Linked DNA regions of Zea mays: region 2 is linked to region 1. Evidence: chromatin contacts called from public Hi-C data. All regions are on one chromosome and are shown on one strand. The core of a region is the stretch at or near the end of the contact, and the rest is flanking DNA. Distances in the headings are between cores, read along the strand shown. Region 1 holds the start of LOC100273390. Region 2 holds the start of LOC100285564 (dihydroflavonol-4-reductase).

Evidence for each region. A called contact is a pair of places that touch in the nucleus more often than the background predicts.
Region 2: a contact with region 1 is called in a Hi-C map of endosperm, with 2.8 times the contacts expected there. The contact joins the promoter of LOC100285564 here to the promoter of LOC100273390 in region 1. A contact is called at or near these places in 2 of 25 Hi-C or Micro-C datasets (endosperm and leaf).

The regions. Positions count from the first base shown.
Region 1 is chr5:93,919,022-93,923,011 of Zm-B73-REFERENCE-NAM-5.0, forward strand. It overlaps LOC100273390, which reads left to right and starts at 2,131. Exons shown (of 7, transcript NM_001147827.1): 1 at 2,131-2,448; 2 at 3,037-3,176. The coding sequence starts at 2,373. It overlaps LOC100283027 (protein phosphatase 2C), which reads left to right. Exons shown (of 14, transcript NM_001155929.2): 8 at 83-208; 9 at 288-411; 10 at 492-568; 11 at 685-737; 12 at 877-931; 13 at 1,043-1,227; 14 at 1,316-1,785. The coding sequence ends at 1,331.
Region 2 is chr5:94,462,139-94,466,228 of Zm-B73-REFERENCE-NAM-5.0, forward strand. It overlaps LOC100285564 (dihydroflavonol-4-reductase), which reads left to right and starts at 1,975. Exons shown (of 6, transcript NM_001158455.2): 1 at 1,975-2,218; 2 at 2,406-2,563; 3 at 2,693-2,878; 4 at 2,996-3,351. The coding sequence starts at 2,110. LOC118472037 (a long non-coding RNA gene) reads right to left here. Exons shown (of 5, transcript XR_004849520.1): 4 at 3,990-4,090.

The sequences.
Region 1 (3,990 bases), core at 881-3,380:
ACCATGCTTTTCCTTACTTTATTATTGTTTAAACTATGGTATTAAATTCATGGAGTATGTCACATGTATAATCGTTTATCAGGGACCTCACTCTGACTTTGCTGGGCCAACATGTGGGAGTACAGCGTGTGTAGCATTAATAAGAAACACCCAACTTGTTGTGGCAAATGCTGGTGATTCCCGATGTGTTATTTCAAGGGGTGGGAAGGTATGTTACTCTTGGTCTTTCCTTATAAGAAGATATCCTTGACAGCCTGAGTATATGTCCCGTGTTAAATACATGGCAGGCATACAATTTATCGAGGGACCACAAACCAGAGCTTGCAGCTGAGAGAGAAAGGATAATGAAAGCAGGGGGCTTCATCCATATGGGACGAGTAAATGGAAGTTTAAACTTGTCAAGGGCAATTGGTTAGTTATTTTCTTGGTTTTCTTTTCAAATATAGGTGCGCCTTGCTTTGTGCCTTAAGTGTGCAAGTACCTCTTTATAGGAGACGTGGAATTGAAACAGAACAAATTCCTGCCTCCCGAGAAGCAAATTGTGACGGCCAATCCTGATATCAATGTCGTAAGCTCTCTAAATCTAGACATTATCTGCCATGGAACTGTTGAGCTAATAGTAGTGGTGAGAGCTGCCTTTTGTTGCTTTTCTTTGGAAGTTCATGCAATCTTGTCCTCTGTTAGGTGGAGCTCTGCGATGATGACGACTTTGTTGTTGTAGCATGTGATGGCATTTGGTAAGGCTATCTACCTACATTTCGGTACCTTCACGCTATGTACAGCGTTACACCTCGGACAATTCTTACTGATATCAAAGTGCCTGGCTCTAACATACCATTCGCCTCTCACAGAAGTACCACTTTGTTTTATGAGCAGGGACTGCATGTCAAGCCAACAGCTGGTGGATTTTATCCACGAGCGTATAAACACGGTACACAACCACAATCTTCTTAAAATTCGCAACAGTTTCATCAACTTCAGTAAGATTGAAGTGGCAGGCAGTGACACACCATGAATGAATGAGACAAACAAACACTTGCAGGAGAGCAGCCTGTCTGCCGTGTGCGAGAGAGTGCTGGACAGATGCCTGGCTCCATCAACGATCGCTGGAGACGGGTGCGACAACATGACCATGATCCTGGTGCAGTTCAAAAAACCTGTCGATCGGAACAAGAAGGCCGAAGCAGCAGGGCAATCTGCCAGCAATGTGGACGAAGCCAAGAGTCGGTGAGTGCATGCCTTGCTTGCTTTCCTAGCTGGAACCTTTCTCGTATCTTTGTAGCGCATTAACAGAACAGAAAATTCTTTGGACCAGTGTTGCTGAGGAGTGAAGCATGGCTGGCACTCACCAGGGCGCAACCATTTGCTTTCATAAGGCAGGTGAAAAAAAGGAACGAAGAAACCTGCAGTGTACGTATCTCAACTGTACGTGGCATGCCATGCAAATCCTGCCTAAGTTACCCCGGACAATGGCATTGCCTAGTGCAGTGGTGGATCTTCAGATCACAACCTTTCTTGTGCCAGCTTTCGGTCATCTCCACTCTCCAGCCCTCGGAACCATGGCTGAGTCTGTCTATTCTTTGTGTGGTGTGTAGCATTCCTCGTGTTTTCGTTGTCCAAAATGGTGTCAAATCCAGTTTTTTGTTGCGAGAATGAACCGTGACGTTAGTGTGTTTTGCTGGCGGTTAGGTGCAAAATACTCGAAACCTGAATTGCCCGCTCGCTATTTCGGGTTGTAAGTATATGATGAATCTGATTTTAGTTGCATGGTGTACCCATCTTATCTGAAAATAATGAAAGATCTGTTTGTGGTTGACTAATTACGTGTGTGTTTTTTTCTAATGTCGAATTGCGATGTAACTGGACTACCAATCTGTGATTTAACACTGACGTTCCGTTCCTTTTTTTTGGTTGAAATGCTACTAAGAACAGCTGTTCATATCACTTGAAATGCTACTTAGAACAGCTGTTCATATCACTTGAAATTTGTGGAAGCATGCCCGAGCCAGTCGCATCCGTCCGATCATCGCTCGGACCGCCCGATGCCCGCCACGACCATCGTCCTCGCGTGTTTGGCCCGCGTCACGGCGTCAGGTCGCTCACTCCCGTCACTCCTTATCCCTTCCCATCGATCCCATGCCCTGTTGCCGCGCCCGCACCTCCTTCCCCATCCGCGCCCGCCGCGGCTCCTCCGGCAGCTCCGCCACGCGCCCAACCGCAACCTGCCCGCACGGCCACCGCTGCCTGGTAGTATCTATCAAATCAGCCACCTGTCCTCTTTTTCTTCAAATCAAGTCCGTTTCCCTTTCCTTTCTACCCTCTCCCTCGTCTCCGGCGGGCGGTGGCCTCACCTCCCTCTCCCCGTCGCCCTGATGGCTCCCTCCACAGCTCTCGCTCCGGTGGCCTTCCGCTCCGCCTTCTCGACGCCGCTCGCGTCGAAACCTACCCGTAAGTCCCAAACCTCCGACTTTTACGACCCATCTCGGTCGGTTCTTCCTCGAGTTACGATTTAGAGCCTGCGGGAGTAAGTGGGAAATCTGGAATCGGGTCCTCCCCAGTGGTTGCACAGCGCATTGTCCTTGCGCTGGGTGTCTGATTTGGGGATGTGTTCCATTGGAGATGGTGTTGCAGTCTAGGGCGATGGCTGGGGCTGCGTGCTGGAACGGCAGGCGCGGCTTTGTTGGGATTTTGGAGCAGCTATTGCTGATGGTAGCCGGCTGCCTGGCTTGGAGCCGTTGAGCTCGAGTCGGGCTCTCAAAACGAGTAGAAATGTCCACCTTGCAACGATTACTCAGCTCAGCTGTACCTGCCTATGAGTAATTACCAGAATGAAAAAATACTCTAGGTTTTTAGATTCACTATGGAGTATGGACTCTTGTTGCTTTGGTGAAGCGAACTTTATAAAATGGACCCTCGTGCACTATTCAATGCTGCCTTTCTTTTGTACTGAGACACCAGTGCATACTTGCTGATAATTTGATATTGGATTTGGTAACAACTGAACATCTTGTGCCCACCGTTGTGACTGTTGTTCAGGTAATAGAATGAACATAGAGGGCGCTTTCTGTTTGCCGTGTTCCACAAGGAAGAGAGCAAGTTATAGACCTTTCCGAGTGTACAGTTTATTTGGAGGGAAGAAGGATAAAGATGAGAATGGTGATGAGGCGCCATCGAAAGTAAGCAATTGACTGATCTGGTGTCATTGTTAAGGTTTTGTTCCTCTTCTTCGAATTAGCTAGAAGCCTAGAACTAAAAAACTCTAATTTCATTGTTTTGGGATGATTCATTATGTATATATTTATGGCAGGAGTCCATTTTTGGCCATTCAACTATAGCTACGTTAGATTTTGGCAATTGAACTCTGTTACCAGAAATCTTTGGCCATTGAACAATGAAAGCCATTAATGTTTAGTCACTGAGCTGGTTTCAATGGTGGTTTTGTTGACATGGACGACATGTGGCAATAGGCCCACTCATCAGAGCTCTCTCTTCTTTCTCCTCCCCACGTCATCTGTCTCACGGTCTCTCCCCATGTCATCTATCTCACCGTCTCTCTCCTCATACGTGCCTCCCCCTCAAGTGTGCCGCTCTCCCTTCTCCATTAGGGCACCGCTACGGCGCTACCACTTCCTTGAATGTGCAGCATGCATCCTAGCCTAGGTACGCGTCTGTGCCTGCACCCTTGGCGCACTTTGGCCAACGTGGAATAGGAGGATCGCGGTGCGGATAGAAGGAAGAGGAGCACCTGGAGTCCCCTAGATCTGTCTACACTGCCCCTGTGCAGCGTGTCTCACATTGGCTAGAGCCATATTTGTGGCAGTGGCAGTAGACGCAGAGGAAGAGGTGGCTCGTGGTGGCGGCAGCAAGGGAGTGACAAGAGAGGATATAGAGAAAGGCGAGAGAGATAGGGATGTGAAGCTGACAAGTGGGTCCCACTGCAACGTGTAGTCCAAATGTAAACACTTTCAGTAGTTGGGTGGTCAGAGATTT
Region 2 (4,090 bases), core at 725-3,224, 540 kb after region 1:
AATTTAAGTTTTTCAAGTGGACAAAATACTTTGTGAGCTTGTGTCTGTGTGTAGGGGGACTGTACAGTCCCTCACTTTTATATTTAATTTACATACTACTAAACTAAACAGTATAGTTAATCCGCAGATTTAATTAACCTTTCCATTCAATGCTGAGTTCCCATCAAGGGAACGATGCATAGATCTAACCATGCTATTATTTTGTAGGTCACTTTTTGGTTGATAAAGAGAAACATAATTGTTATTCCTATGCTAATCTTCAAATTGCATTTCCAAAAGAAGTTTTAAACATTATAGTCTATTTGCGGTTCAGTTTGATTTTCCTAGGTGTAGGTTAGCTGAGCAAACAAGGGGGAAAGTTGACGGCTCACGGCCACTGTGGCACACAGCCGTTGTGCTCGCCGGATAAACAAAAAAAATATCTGGACGAATAAACAAATTAGTCATAAAAACAAAAAAAATATAGATGAGAAATAAATCTGGACGGACAAATCAGCGACATAAACGAAAAATCTGGACAACAAAAAAAAATCAGTGAAAAAGACAAAAAGTATTAAAAAACATCCACTGTGTGGCTCGAACCCACAACCACTTGTGCTTTACCGACTGAGCTAGACAAGTTTCATGTACACAACTAAGCTCGTCGCCAAGATCTATGGCGCCGAGCTCGATATCACGTCGCCAGCGCAGCACGTACCTCGGCGCCATAGCCTATGGCGTCGAGCTGTGTTACCTCGGCGCCATAGGCTACGGCGCCGAGCAAAGGGTCCAAAAATGACATTAAAATTTTCTAGTGTCTAAACGTGATTTTTTTCCGAGAAAGGACCAAAATGTAAAAAATTCGGTCTAGATGGTTATTGTTAGAGATAATGGTAGTCAAATAGAAGATGTATTTTTGGGTGGGTACGCAAAGGATGTAATGAGTATCCAAAAATGGATGGGTATTAGAGAAAATCCAAAAGAGATGCTAAAACAACCTCAAAATATTTTTTAAGAAAAAAGGACGATAACTCCTCTCCAACAGACGCCTATTGTTTTCCCATTTTTTCGCTTCCCCCGCATCGATAGCTTCCCTCCTGCATATTTGCGGGAACCAGGACTCTCCCTAATCCATTCGCGTGCGTCCGTAGCAGTGGTTTCCCGCGTCTTCTCGCCGTGTGCTTCCTCACTGATATGATATGATCCTCTCCGCCTTCCCTGTCCTGATATGATATGAACCTCTGCCAACTAATATAATATAGGATGTATCTGTATTTTGTTTTAGAAAACCGAATCAGAAACATAGGATTGTAGGTAACAAAAGTCTATCAGTTTAGATGTTTTGGAGTTAGCAAAGATTTGCGTCGGCAGGCACCGAGGATTCGTGCCGACGTGGACGTCGAGGGCCCAGCGATGCATCACCCACTGGCCACTGGTGGCTCCGATCCTTCAGCGCGTCGCACAAGGCCGCGACGTTTCCCTCCCTTTCACCGACCCCGCACGACACTGGCAAGTGGCATGAGCGGAGCCCCACCAAACAACTGCGACGTGTCCGGGCACGTGATCCCTGCTGTGCTTGCAGGGCACCATTTTTTCAGCGTGATTATTATTGCTAGTACTATTACCAGCAGTACAGAAACAGCTGCTGGTGGCTGGTGGCACTGGCAGTCATAAACAAGAGATTAGAGACGGCTTCCTGCACTATTACCTGTACCACACGTTTAACACAATAGGCAGAAAATGATAATGGGATGACGGTTCGCCGTTGGCATTTGTATTCAAGGTTGACAGACACACACACCAGGCGCGGTATCCACTGGTGGTGTTGGTCTTCGTCGCCGTCAAGGTCGTAGCACTCGCGTTTCACATGACGGCCTGGTGCGACCGCGACCGCCTTGAGACACCCGCGTTCTGTGCCATTTCCGCCCCTTCACCGTACCATTTCGTCCCGATTCCGCGGATAAATGCTTGCCCCTATTTGCTCAGCCCGCTCTCGGACGAACCCATTCACCCGTCCGGCCGTCCGTGCGCGGCGCACCCACCCGGCACCGGCACCAGCATCACCGCCCGCCCGGCGCCCGTCACGCTCGAGAGGAGGAGGAAGAAGAAGGGACTGGGCGACAGCGCGCGATGGCCGCCGTCGTGTGCGTCACCGGCGCCGGCGGCTTCATCGGCTCGTGGATCGTCAAGATCCTCCTCGCCCGCGGGTACGCCGTCCGGGGCACCTCCCGCCGCGAAGGTTGGTACGCGCTGGTCGCTGCCTGCTCCTCCCCTCCCTCCCTCTCTCTCCGTTGTCCGTTCCGTCTCCTCTCCTCCTCGCAATCCCAACAAAAGCGCCGGAATGTCTCTGACGTGACGGGTTGTCTTTGGCTGTCGCTTGTGGCGGCGGCTGGATCTCTCGAATCCCGACTCGGCTGGCGGCGCAGCTGCTGACCCCAAGAACGCGCACCTGTGGGCGCTCGACGGCGCGGCGGAGCGCCTCACCATGCTGCAGGTGGACCTGCTCGACCGCGCCAGCCTCCGCGCCGCCTTCCGCGGCTGCGACGGCGTCATCCACACCGCCTCGCCGATGCACGACAACCCCGTAAGCACCGCCGCCCGCCCGCCCGCCCGCCAATGACGAGACCTCGCCTCTTGCCCTCTCCTTGGAAGCAGTACAACACGAGAGCGCAAGGATTAAAACTGAAGCTTCTCATTCACCCCTGGCTTGCAGGAGGAGATCATCGAGCCGATTATCGCCGGGACGCGGAACGTCGTGGAGGCGGCGGCGGACGCCGGCGTGCGGCGCCTGGTGCTGTCCTCCACCATCGGCACCATGTACATGGACCCGCGCCGCGACCCCGACGCCCCGCTCGGCGACTCCAGCTGGAGCGACCTCGAGTACTGCAAGAGCACCGAGGTAAACAAAAAACTCTCGCCCGGCCTGCGAATCAATTAGTACAAAAGAAAGAACCCCCGCTCCGGCGCGCGGCCAGTCCTGAGTCCTGACGCCGTTGGAATGAATGAATTCTCACAGAACTGGTACTGCTACGCAAAGACGGTGGCGGAGCAGGGCGCGTGGGAGGCGGCGCGGGCGCGGGGGCTGGACCTGGCGGTGGTCATCCCGGTGGTGGTGCTCGGCGAGCTGCTGCAGCCCAGTATGAACACCAGCACCCTGCACATCCTCAAGTACCTCACGGGACAGACAAAGGAGTACGTCAACGAGTCGCACGCCTACGTGCACGTCAGGGACGCCGCCGAGGCGCACGTCAGGGTGCTGGAGGCGCCCGGAGCCGGCGGCCGCCGGTACGTCTGCGCCGAGCGCACCCTGCACCGCGGCGAGCTCTGCCGCATCCTCGCCGGACTCTTCCCGGAGTACCCTATTCCGACAAGGTATGGGCATTTTAATAATGGTTTCGTCGTTTCGAACAATGTGCTATCAAAGGAAATAGTGGTGGACTGCTCCAAAAATTCAACTTGTGCACGATGATATTTGAAGAAATCCATGGCCAGGAGGGTTTATGACGAGTAGCCTAGTTGGTCTGCTCAGTAACGACTAGTTAATGTCCTTTGGACAAGGTCAAGAATAGCTCTCCATGGATAGAAAAGTCCATCTGATGATGCTGCACAGTACTTTGTTAGCTACGAGTCAGATGATGGGTATCCATGCTTAGATAAGCCAAGATACTCCACGTAATAGAAAACTGAAACCCGGAGTGCATTTTAGTCATGTGAATGATCATGCGGCCCAGTCTTTTCTTACTCTCTCCGTTCTAATTTATAATTCGCTTGATTTTTTACTCTAAGTTTGACTGACTTATCTTATTTAAAAAATTTATAATTATTGTTATTTTTCGCGGTGATATTGTTTTACTTTAAATGTGGCATTGAATTTTTCAATTTTTCCAAAAAAAATGAATAGGACGAGCCGGTCAGAAAAAACCGAATGAATTTTAATTTAGTAACTGCGCTTGGCTTGCAATTGCAAATGTTATGCTGATAAACTGAAGAGGTAGGTGTGACCGACTGACCGGTGCCTTGGACGATTCCTTAAAAGCAAAGCAATGCCTATTCTTTCCTTTGAAGGCAGCACATGGATGGACGACCCTAGGGGTACCTCAAGGCAAAAAAG